Linked DNA regions of Rattus norvegicus: region 1 is linked to region 2. The links are chromatin contacts, called in public Hi-C maps. All regions are on one chromosome and are shown on one strand. Each heading gives the region's core, a stretch centred on a gene start, on an enhancer-like site or on the middle of the called end of the contact. The rest is flanking DNA. Distances are from core to core; before and after follow the strand shown. Region 1 has its middle 120 kb from the start of Eipr1. Region 2 overlaps Trappc12 (trafficking protein particle complex subunit 12).

The links. Hi-C and Micro-C count contacts between places; a contact is called where the count stands out from the background.
Region 1: a contact with region 2 is called in a Hi-C map of frontal cortex, with 1.9 times the contacts expected there. The contact joins two enhancer-like sites.

What each region holds. Positions count from the first base shown.
Region 1 is chr6:51,232,391-51,238,322 of GRCr8, reverse strand. No RefSeq gene overlaps it. Among named protein-coding and RNA genes, the nearest start is that of Eipr1, 120 kb to the right of the region's middle. Within about 2 kb of position 1,937, at least 20 of the 93 cell types and tissues checked have an H3K27ac peak or open chromatin away from gene starts, as enhancers often do.
Region 2 is chr6:51,058,117-51,064,087 of GRCr8, reverse strand. Trappc12 (trafficking protein particle complex subunit 12) reads left to right here. Exons shown (of 12, transcript NM_001398781.1): 7 at 1,293-1,365; 8 at 3,216-3,289. Among named protein-coding and RNA genes, the nearest start is that of Adi1, 26 kb to the right of the region's middle. Within about 2 kb of position 3,942, at least 34 of the 93 cell types and tissues checked have an H3K27ac peak or open chromatin away from gene starts, as enhancers often do.

The sequences.
Region 1 (5,932 bases), core at 688-3,187, 180 kb before region 2:
ACACTCTGCAGTGTAGCCAGCTCTGAGATGGCAATAGAAAGACAATTCCACCACAAGCTTTTCCATACGCTTATTAAGCAGCAAGACACAACAGGGCATGAATTATTATGCAATAACTCGTGCCTGGAAGCCATTTCAGACACAGAAGTCGGCGGATTCATCATTATCATATATTTGGTTCTATTTTTCTCTTTCGGGCTATAAAAAATCATGTCTAAATCTCCTAAAACCATCATAGTTACATCAAAAAGTAGATTGGGCTATCAACTTCGACAGTTTAAGATAAGCCGGGTGCTGAGCAGGAAGCATTCTTTAGAGTTCTTTACTTAGGTCTGGGTTCTGTTACTGGGATATGATGATAAATATGTGATTTCTTACTCCTACTCCTGCTTTTTAAAAAAAAAAAAGAATACAGCAAAAAAAGGAAGTCCCCAGTTAAGGGAGCCAGGTATGCCTCTGAGATGCCATTGCCCACGCCCCGCTGCCCACACAAAAGGCGAGCAGCATGCTGCAGGGCAGGATTGTGGTAAGAGGGAGGCCATTCTCCCAGGGACAAGAGATCGTGGAGACAGCCTCAGTCGAGGAGCTGCTATAATGGATGGATGGGTACGGGATAGCTCAATGCTATTCCGTGTCCTCATAGGAATATGGACATGGCACCTTGCCATCCCTAATGAAGAACGGACAGCAGTGACAGGCTGCAGAGTCCCTTAAAGAGACTTGAGGGAAAACTCAGGATTCTGTGGCCACCCTTTCCTGGGACATTAACGATGGCCTCAGGCCAGCCGGAGGGAGGTGCCACCAGCAGCCTGAGGTAGCTCATTACAATAGACACCCGGCTGTAGGCTCTGGCTTAGGGCCCAGCTGCGGGACTCATTAGTTACATTGGAGAAATCAGTGATGCTGGAGAAATTTGAGTTCGAGGCCCCACCCATCCTGTGCAGAAAAGTGCCTTCTCCATTGTTCCCAGGGACAAGGCCAGTGTCACCTGGTGGGGACGAGTGAGGTGGCTGGAGCCTCAGATGGCACAGGCTGCTTTGGTTTTCAGCCCCCAAAGCTGGCAGCTGGTTACATCCTCTTCTGAACTTTGGCTGCTCCTGCAGTTACCTCAACAGTGTGCGCTCCAGCCTGCCAGCCACCAGCACCTCCTCGGTATCTACACTGGCATCTACTCCCAGTGCCTACCTACCTCAGCATCTACCCTAATGTCTACACCCCGGTACCTACCCTAATATACCTCAATACCCACCCCAGAACCTACTTTATTATCTGTGTTAGTAACTGTCTCAACACTTATATTAGTGCCCACCCTAATATCTCTACCTGAATACCTACTCTACTGCTTAAAAAAAAAAATACAGCAAAACAGAGAAGTTCCCAGTTAAGAGTACTAGGTATGCCTCCAAGGTGCCATTGCCCGCACATCGCTGCCCACATGCTGCTGCCCACACAAAAATGCAAGCAGTATACCCAATACCCATCTCACTACCTAATTATCTGCACACAGTACCTGCCGGAATATCTACCCCAGAATCCACCCTAATGTCTTAGTGACCCCTAGCAGTTACCCTAATACCTATACCCCAGTATCTGACCTATCATCCCTATGCTGCATTATCCACTCCACTCAGGACCTGCTCCGATGCCCCGTGAGTCCCCCTACAAGGCCAGCAGCCAAGACATGGGAAAGCACTGAGCCTTAGGGTCGACCAGGCTGTCTGCTGCTGCTGCTGCTGCTGTGCCTTAGCTGCTCCCAAAACCCTGGCTCTTCATCTGCCGAGTCTGGGAGACTGTTGCCAAGAACACCCTGAGACCAACAGGAATCAGGAACTGTCCATTGTGATGAACACCGAGGGGACTCCAGTCAGAGGGGCCGAAGGGCAGGACACGTCCTGTGTACCTCAAGGCCATGCAGCTGTCGTGAACAGCACTAGGACAGTGCTGAGTGTCTGGCTTTGTGTGTTTGCTGACACCTCAGGAGCACAGAGCACCAAGAGTGAGCTCATGCACCACACCATCACTTACCATGACAGGTGGGCATGGATCACCAGCTGCAACTGTCACAAAGCAAGAGGAGCTGAAAGAGGTGAGCCGGAGGTGGGGTGATTTGCCCAAGTGCTCCTAGCTCCAGCTCTCTGTGTAATTGGTCCGGAAGGCTTTTAACAATTACTGATAGCTGCAGACCTGCAGACCTCAAGAGCAGCTCAGTTATTTTCTGCATCAGAGCAGTGACCAAACCAGCCCAGAAAGTATAGCCCCTTAATGCTGAGACCATGGTGGGGGCTGGTGGGTGCCCTGACAAATGTGTGCTGGGTCACACACAGCTATTTGCACAGCACTACACAGGACCAGAGGTGGTCCCCAGAGGACCTTGGGGAACCCTGACCAATGTGGACCTCCATGGTATTTGTGTAGAAGGGCAATGCCCCCACAAGAGCCATTTCTCTGCAGGCTCTGAGGCACTGCACCAAGGAACTGCCAGGCATGAGCGAGAGAACTAAGAATTATGGCCATACGTGGCTTTAAATCACAGCTTGGTGACAGGCATTCCAACGGTGATCCATGAGCAGCAGTATGGGTCTGCATGGCACGGCCTGTGGTGAATCCGTGTGAGCTGGTGACCTGGGTAGGGCCAGGGTGCTCCCTCCTTTGCTGAGCCAGAGGACTGGGTCTGCTCTGGAGAGAACTAAGACACGGCTGTCCTTCCGTGGTAACCTCATCATGCTTTCTTTGCAACAAAAGCCAACAACCAGAAGCAGATCGACACTAGCCTGTCCTGACAGCCCTGCCTATAGGGACACAGAGTCCGGTCATGCAGATGCCTCTGATGGGCAGGCAGCGTGGTGCTATGTGGTCAAGGTGCTCACTCAGATTGTTTCACCATGTCTGGCCCGCCCTCGGTCTTCACCCAAGAGCCAGAGTGCATCCTGGCCATGTGTGTGCCTGTCACAGGCTGTTGTCATGTGCGTCTCCTTCAGTGGAGGCAAACACCCAAGTGAACAGAATGGGGACTGTGATTTCGTTTCCCAGGCGAGGAGACGCCTCCTACGCGACTCGGAGCTTATCTGAGAGGCAGGCTCCAGACCAGCAAACTGCCGCCCACCTACACACTCGGCACTTCCTCAGGAACCGAGTGAGGAGGCTCTTTAAGAAACAGATTTGGGATCTGCTCTTCTTCAATGAAGATGTCCATTCCTCTTAGGGAAGCTCATCCACCTCCATATACTGAGGAAGGGCTGGGGGCCTTCTGGACATTAACTATCTCAAACATGACTAGGAGAGCAAGCCCACCTGTGCACCTCACGAGCATTCTGCCTGAAGGGGATGACTTGCCCCTTTCCCAGCTGCAGTACCACAGATAATGGTTCACTACCCCCACTTCCCACCCGGGTTATGCACCTCGCTCATGCACCCTGTGAGCCAGGCACCACATGTGCAGTATCTTTAGTTGTCCAGGTGCCATCTGAGACATGCGTGTGCTCTTAAGGTGACTTTTATCAACCCGACCCAGAACGGAACACTCTAGCTTCCCAGCTGCTCCTGTGTCCCATCTTAGGTCCACACTGGTACCAGGCCCTGCCAGTGTATGTATCCCAGCTCCTACCTTGTTGCCTGCATGCATGAAGGATGACCCAGTATTGGTCAAGTGGGCTGCTGCTCCTCTCGTCCACCCTCAACTTTTTTCCATTAATTTATTTATTCATGTTACATCCTGATCACAGCCCCCACTTCCTCCTCTCCTCCCAGTCCCGCTTCCTCTCACACCCCTCTTCCTCTGTCTTCTCCTCAGAGAAGGGGAGCACCCCTGACATGGGGAATTCCCCATGCTGGAAGTCTCTCAAGCCACCCCTGCCACCCCTGCAGCACCGCCTCACTAACACTTAGCACGGCTCAGGGTGGTCTAGGTCTCACACAGCCCTGGGCCACCTCGCCTGCAGCTGGTCATATGTCTTTGCACTGCTTGTATCTTTCTGCTCAGGGGGAAGAGTACCAGTCCATCACACAGGCGACTTGTGTGTGGAAGAGTGGGATCTCTGTTGGCACAAACCTGCTGCTTGCCTCTCAGCCTCAGTAGCCTCAGGAACAGTCATCAGGTCCCACCGAGGCCTGCCTTGCTAAAGGCATCCAGATTGCTCTTAGTTTAGCAGAACCTAGTGTCCCTCAGTCTGGCAGACACAGGCCACTGAGGACATCTGTGAGCAAGGCCCGCAGAGCACTTTCAGTATAGCCCCTCATGGCCATTTCCATCTGAAACCCTTAAGCGCAATGCCATCATGGTTGACAGATGAACCTCTTATGCACAGAAAGAAACCCAAACCCATTAAGGGTCATGGAACCCATATTGCTGCCCTGAGAGTGGTATGCCCACCCCTCTCCCAGCACAGACCTGACAAGCCAACCCAAAATCCCCACACACCAAATCCTGCTCACATTCATTCATGCTGGCCCTACTTTGCTCTCTTGCACCCTGGCCCAGAAGACTCAGAGCTGACTCTTCTAGGCTCTTCCTGACCACTCCCTCTTCCGTGATGGCTACTGCCCTGGCCTGCAGAAGTTCTGGCCTCAGAGATGACAGATAATATTACATGATTTCTCTTCCTCTCCCTTTCCCAGCATAGGACATCTGACTCTCTGGGTAGTGCTGTGTCTGGGAAGGGCTTTTTAGACAAGAAGACGCTGGTCTTCGGAAAGGTGGCTGAGGGTAGAATTCAGAGGTGCTCCTGCAGATCTGTGATGGTGAGGAGACTAGGAAAATGGCCAGGGTCCCACTGGTGTAGCTCTACCCTGGTCACTCCAGGTATGTCAGGGGGGTGAGGAGCGGGGCACATCTCAGGTGTAGATGAAGGGGGTCAGCATGCCCTTAGAGGCCTTAGGAGCCTTTGGTACTACTGAATTTCAGACCCTCACTCAACAGTACCCTCTGCTCCAGATGGGGACCACAGAGTTGGACATCCTCAAAATGTCAATCATTGAGGAAGGCATTTTATACTTGAAGAAACTAGATGAAGAAAGATGGCCAAGATCAGACCTTCGTGGACCTAGCACTGGCCAAATGGATACCCAACTGCCATGCCTCACCCTTCTCCTGCTCTTGTCTACCCCCTGCTTCTCCCAGTCTTACACTAGCCTGTACTGGGATTCAAAGTATAAAGCAGTTTTCTCTTTCAGTTGTTTTCTGGACAGAGGGGTGATGGCGGGACTACTGGAGGTCCGGCAGGACCCTGGTGTTATGGGAAGCAGAAAGCAAGGCTCTCCCATAGGGGTTAGAGAGAAGAGTTTCCAACCTCCTCAGATGACTGAAGCAGCCATGGGAAGCTTCAGGCTGAGGATGGAGACCCTTCTTCTCTGACCTATCAGAGATATGGGGTCTTTTTCTGTTCTTCAGCCACTGGCCCCAGACACAGGTATGGCTTGGACAGGAGTAGTAACTAGGGGACTTAGTCCTTAGGGAAGTGGTCACAGGATCCAGAAGGAGGCTCCAGGAACTCCGATGTTCTGGAAAATAGCCCATAAGGTCCAAAGGAATTTTTAAGAGATGGAGAAGAGTAGAGGGGAAAGAGGAGGAGCAGACAAGTGGGACCCGGTGCGGAAAAAGGAACACACAAAGGAGAATGTGCAGTAAGGGATGCTGCGGTGCCTGATGTCTATTTGAAAAGAAGTAAAACCATCCCAAATGGACCCAGGACGTAGATATAGAACCACGACACATTCAGAAGAAAACACTGGAGAGTATCTTGGTGGGTTGATCAGGCAGGTTCAGACCATAAAGGAAAAGGCTAGGAAGTGGGATTTCATCTTCTTCTTTTTCCCCTGTAAGAGATGCTGCTCAGCAAGCAGCAAGGTGAGGAAAACAGAGGTCATTTGAAATTACAAAGCTGATAAGGAACTTACACCCAAAATAAGGAACTGTCAAAATCAATACTAATTAAAC
Region 2 (5,971 bases), core at 2,693-5,192:
CAGGTTCCACCCTCCCAGTGGGTGCTGGCTGAGCTCTCCAGGGCTCCACGGATGCAGCCTTCCCCCAGCCCTGAAGGCCTAGTACAGAGATTGAGTATGTTCTGAGATACATGGTGTGGTAGCCTGGTACACAGTTGTGTGTGTGTGTGTGTGTGTGTGTGTGTGTGTGTGTGTGTGTGTGTGTGTGTGTGTGTGTTTCCCTAGATGTAAATGTCAGCCTTTGTCCTAGTTCACTGAGCTCTCAGACTCAGTCCTGAATGCTGGTGCCCTCTGCTGTCCCGGATCCCTTCCCTTTCTTCCTGGCTCTCTCCACTCCAGCCTAGGGGATTAAGACTTTATTCCCTTGTCAGTTTCTGCCGTCATGATTACTCATCAGAAGACAGATTAGCTGGAAATGTCATTTGACCTGGTTGGATCTGGCATCCTTCCCTCCAAGGTCACATCCTTCCCTCCAAGTCTTTAACCCTGTGTCTGTCCCCTGAATCTCTCAGAGGTCACAGTCCTGAGCCCCAAGTGTTTCCCAAGTCACAGTCCACAGCTAATTGTTCTCTTGCTCATACAGAATAATGATTTTACAAAGGAGGGTGCCCAGTGTGGCATGCATGAGTGGAGAGATGACACGCAGTGGTGTCTTCCACTGCCTACCCGCCTCCTGGGGTAACTGCTGGGGTGACGTCACCAAGCAGGTGGGGGAGGAAAGCAGGGTTCTCCTACACATAGACTATTCTTAACACATATTCTCACTCTACCCTTCAAAGTAATAATAATAATACCAATAATAATTAATCTTTTCCTCACACCACAGGGACCATAGCAGCTTTTCTTTCAGGGAAAACCCAAATACAGATGAAACAAAGGAAGGTTTTAACCAAACAATAAAAACTATGCAAAGTGACAGCTTCACAGAATGGACCCAGTGCTAAAGGAAAGACTGTAAGCTGGGTGGCACCCTGGAGGAGGGCGGGGCTGATGTTCCCACAGAAGTTAACCACTCTTGTGTGCAGCACATGTGATGCTTTTCATGAAAAGAAAAGCTGGACACCCACTGTGTTCCGTGTCTGAGAAGGCTCTGCGAGTCTCACAAGCCTAAATTCCACCAGAGAATAGGGCTCCACTCTCCTCGTCACCTCCTGGTAACTGGGCGACATCACAATGCAATAGACGAGTCTCTGTGAACATTCCCTGCCTGATTGGTTTTCACCCAGAGAAATTTGCTGTGTCTGAAACTTATGATGACAGCGCAGCCACAAATCCACTTACAATTTTGTTGTCCTTGTTTGAAATGTCTGCAGATCCTGGCCAACTTGGAGCAAGGCTTAGCTGAAGACGGTGGTCTGAGCAGTGTCACCCAGGAAAGCAGGCAAGGTGAGCATTGCCCTTCTGATAGCTGAACACTGATCACTCAGGTTTGCAAGGCTCAGCAGTACAATTGGTTCCCACTCTTACCCAACAGTGAATGATCCCTTCCCCCGTTTCCCAGGTAGCATCTACTCTGGGTAGACGAGAGGAAGAACGAGGGGTTTTACCCAATGATGAGAAATACAAACAGGCTGAGGATGGCCCAGCCCAGCTCCTTGGTGCACTGGGACTTTCCATTTGGCTGGGCAGATCTGCATAACAGGAGGGGAAGGGAGCCACAGTGTGAACTGTCAGTGGCTGAACATCCCGATCTGTCATGCTACCTTGACTGGCAGTCAGTCACCTGTGGACACATGGTGGACTGTAGGGGCAGATCAGCCGCTAAGAGGATTCCGTTTGCTGTAATGAAGTACCCAGCTCTGGTTAATTTATAAAGGAGAGAGTCGTACCTGGCTTACGGTTCTGGAGTCTGGGATGCCCATGAGATGGTGCTGGCATGTGGCGAGGTCTTCTGCATTGTAACAGGAAGTAGGCAGCACACGATGAGACAAGGAAGTGTCTTCTTAGCTCCGTTATAAAACCAGTGAGGCCAGGCATGGTGCCACACATTTTTAATCCCAGCACTTGAGAGACTGAGGTAGGCAGATTTCTGTAAGTTTAAGGCCAGCCTGGTCTACAAAGCAGGGCTACACAGACAAACCCTATCTCCAGAAACAACAACAATAGTAGTAATAGTGATAATTAATACATAAATAAACCATCAACATGTGGCTTTAAGGATTATGTCCCCAGTACATTTCTACCATAGCAGTTATTCTGGCTACAGTATGCTGAATACCCCAGCAAGGAGCCAGCCAGTCCCTTTCAGTTTATGATTCCCTGGGTGTGAAGGGTCAGGTGTGTATGTGTGCTGCGTACCAGGTAATTGATATGTAATGTATGCATGTGTGGCATGGGTGTGTGTGTGTGTGTGTGTGCATGTGTGCATGCATGTGTGTGCATTTACGTGAGTATGTCCTGCTGATAACTAGACTCTGAGACTTATCTGTTTGCCCGAGTTGATGCAGGCAGTGCACCTCAGCTCTTACTCCTGATGATCCCAAGAACGATCAGTCAGCCCTCCCCTCACATCAAATGTCTATGAAGGGATCATTCCAAGCACAGTGAGTTCACATAGAGCCAGTTTGAGAACCAAAGAAGAGATGGTCAGAGAAGGTTCTGAACCAGGAGATGGTTGGTATCAGACCTGAGCAGAGAGGTGCACTGTTTGTCTGCTGCATCCATAATTGTGGCTACCAGACATATCCTGTCTTCGAGTGGGAGTGCTTCTATCCTTCTATCCATGGAGCATTTTTGTGGCCACTACCGGTGTCCACCCTCAGTAAAGCCTGTGAGAAAGGCAGACCAGTGTTGTTCCTATCTGAAACTAAAGGCCTAGGAAAGTGGTCCGTTCCAGGCTGCAGAGACAAAACTGCCACTAAACCCAGCTTCCATGCAGCTGCTGGACACAGGCGGGCTGTGTGCATGGGTCAGCCTCGACCCTGGGCAGCAGACGTGCTGTGTCTGCATCAGACATGCTCACAGGAGTAGGGTTGTGGGCTCCCGATTATTGCTTGGCCTCTGTCTAAGCTGGGCTGTATTTCCTGCTGCGTCTGTGCAGATGGTCTCTTATGGGAGCCCACTCTGGGCATCCCACTGAGAACACTGTCTCCTGTGTCCAGTGAAGCATAGGGTGAGACCTGGTGAGGATAGACTGGGAGGCGGGGGCTTCGTTCCAGCACATGGGGTGCGGCAGTTGCCAGCTCGCTCGCAGGAGCACAGTTGCTTGTGCACACTCACACCTCTCTCTCCTGCAGCCTCTGTTCAGCTGTGGAGGTCTCGTCTGGGCCGAGTGCTGTACTCCATGGCAAACTGTCTGCTCCTGATGAAGGTATGTGGGCGGCTGAGCTGTAGTGCACCTTGTTCTAGCAGACAGTGTCAGCTGGAGGCTGCAAGAGGTGCTGTGTGTTCCGACAGGCCTGACAAGGAAGTGAGCCGTGGGCCCCGGCAGTGTTCATCATGGCCTAGATTGCTCAGTAGAGTTAACTCTCACTTGGGGGCCTAACTTGTCACTTTAAAATTTCCACAGAAAACAGTTTATATTACTGAATTTAATTGCACGGGCCTAGGTCTAAATGTTCTAATTAAAACTGCTCATTCCACCACCACCACCACCCCCCCCCCCCGTTTTCCTCTGAACTCCATCCAGAAAAGTGTCCTTTGTTCTGCCTGTTTTAGTGTGAGGGTCATTTTTTTTAAATGATTGATGGTTTTGACATCTGACGGCAGGCTTTCCCACCAGACCCACTTGTGAGAAGCTCTCTCTGAGCTTTGCACCTGAGGAGCCAGTGTGAATCAGGGAGCCCAGCCGGGCTGTCAGTCACTGTATTTCCAGTCTATTCTCCACCCAGGCCCTGCCAGCGCAGGCAGCCGTGTCTTCAGGCTTCTCTCTCATTTTGAATACGTCCCATGCCTGGCTTGCCTCCCGCCCTGGGCACGGGGGGCCTGCCACAGAGCTGGCGGCCTTGCTGCCAGCTGCAGGCACTGAAGCCGCCACAGAATCTGTCAGCAGCAGACGCCCAGAGCAGTGCCTTTAACACCTTCCGAGCTGTGGTGAGACAGCTCATCACTCCTCCCACAGCCAAGGTCATCCTGCTCTGACTGAGCGTCCGCCAGCGGGCAGCTTACCAAGTGGAAAGACGTACCCCTCGCTTTAGCCCGACTGGCAGCCCTCCATGCGGCCATCTCCTTGCATTTGGCAGGAAAGTGTGTGGCCACAGCCCAGCCATAGGACAGTGTGCATCCTCTGCACCTCTGCAGACGTGTGATGTGTGACATTGGGTGTAGACAGGCTCATCTGGTAGGTGACCTTGACACAGGAAGAACAGGTTTCCTAGCATCTCTCCCAGCCATCGTCCTCATAGCTCTTTCCCACTTCTGAACACATTACAGATTTTGTAGTTCTGTGCCTGAGACATTTGCACATGGTCTGTTGCCTGCAGGGCCACTTTGTTCTGGTCTCTTCTCTCCGCTGCCTCCCTGGTGACATCATTGCAGAGCCTGCCCCACCTCCCCGTGTGCTGCCGCCCTCAGCCAAGAGGGGCCTGCTTCTTTCTGTCCCACTGCCCCCTGTACAGGCCTGCCTCTCAGCACTGCTGTGGCCAGTGGCAACCTTAGAAAACACAGTGAGCATCCAGTGTCTCCTGGGCGTCTCTGAGTCTTGGTTGCCAAGCCTGCTTAGGCTTACAGCACTGGTGGTACCCAACCACAAGCTGAAGCTCCTCAGGGAGGAAGTCACTGCTCTGCTGCAGGGCACTCAGCTTGCATTTCTGAGATGCTGTGTTAGAAAGTAGTGTAATAAAAATGCGTTTCTTTGTTTTACTGCAGTAGTGATACCATCAGTAGTGTAGGCACAGGCAGGCACCAAACGTCTGCCTGTGGCATCCTGTCACCCAAGACTCAGTACGGGACAGATTATCATGTCTCAAAAATACTTCCACAGTGGATGTAATTTAAATTAAAAGTTTGGTTTAATCTTGATTTTTCATGAGTTAAAGGGGTGAAAGAAATGTTCTGAGTGAAGTGGATGCGAGCACATGCGTTCTGCTGCCATCTAGTGGACATAACCAGTATTACCACAGTAGCTGGGCTGCATAGCGGGGCCTGTGCTAGCTAACAATGACCTAATTAATCAGTCTTTTAATGATAAGAAATCTGCTCATGTGTTCCAGTTCTGAGTGTCCCACAATATATTTCCAGGAATACTCACTTGCAAGACAAAGCCCTCTGTTCTTGCATGTGATATCCTTGGGTCTCACAGGAGCCTTAAGATACCTGTGCCACTAGAGTGAACCAGGACACTCTTCAGCTTCACATCCCCTTACCTCCCACACAACATTCTGACTGCTGTGGCTTCTGTTCTGCCACACACAGGGTGCCTCCTGTTTGCTTAGGTCACACCTCATAAAGCCTTTGTTGGCAACAAAGCAGCCATTAATGTGATTTAGCAGTCACTCAGCCAATGAAGTTTTTAGGTACAAGTCAGGCAAGGATGAATCTTACCCACATATGAGTGTCTGTATTTCTATTCAAGGGCAGGTGGGTGTAGTCAGAAGAGTAGAGTGGGTACTCCCCAAGAAGCTGTTGTCAGCTGCCGTCCAGGTTCCCAGAATGAATGATTTCACTGAATAGTAACCAACTAGAAGTCCTCAGCAGCCCTAAATACGCCTTCTAACAAGCTCGCCCCGACCTCTCAGGCTTGTTGATAAATGCTAGCACTGTTGCTGCTGGCACCTACGTGACAATCCCTTCTCTGCTGCTGCTTTCTCTGATCAGTCTGAACCCTATGGATCTAACCTGCCTCCTAGGAGAGCTGTAAAATCCTATCAAAGCTGGGCATGGTGGTACCCACCTTTAATCCCAATATGGGAGACCGAAGCAGATGGATCTCTTGGAGTTCAAGACCAACTGAGTCTGTATAATTATAGTTAATACAGAACCATACAGTAAGACTCAGTCTCAAAAAAAAATTATATGTAATGGGTATATTTATGGCCTGTTTCTTTTCTGTTGG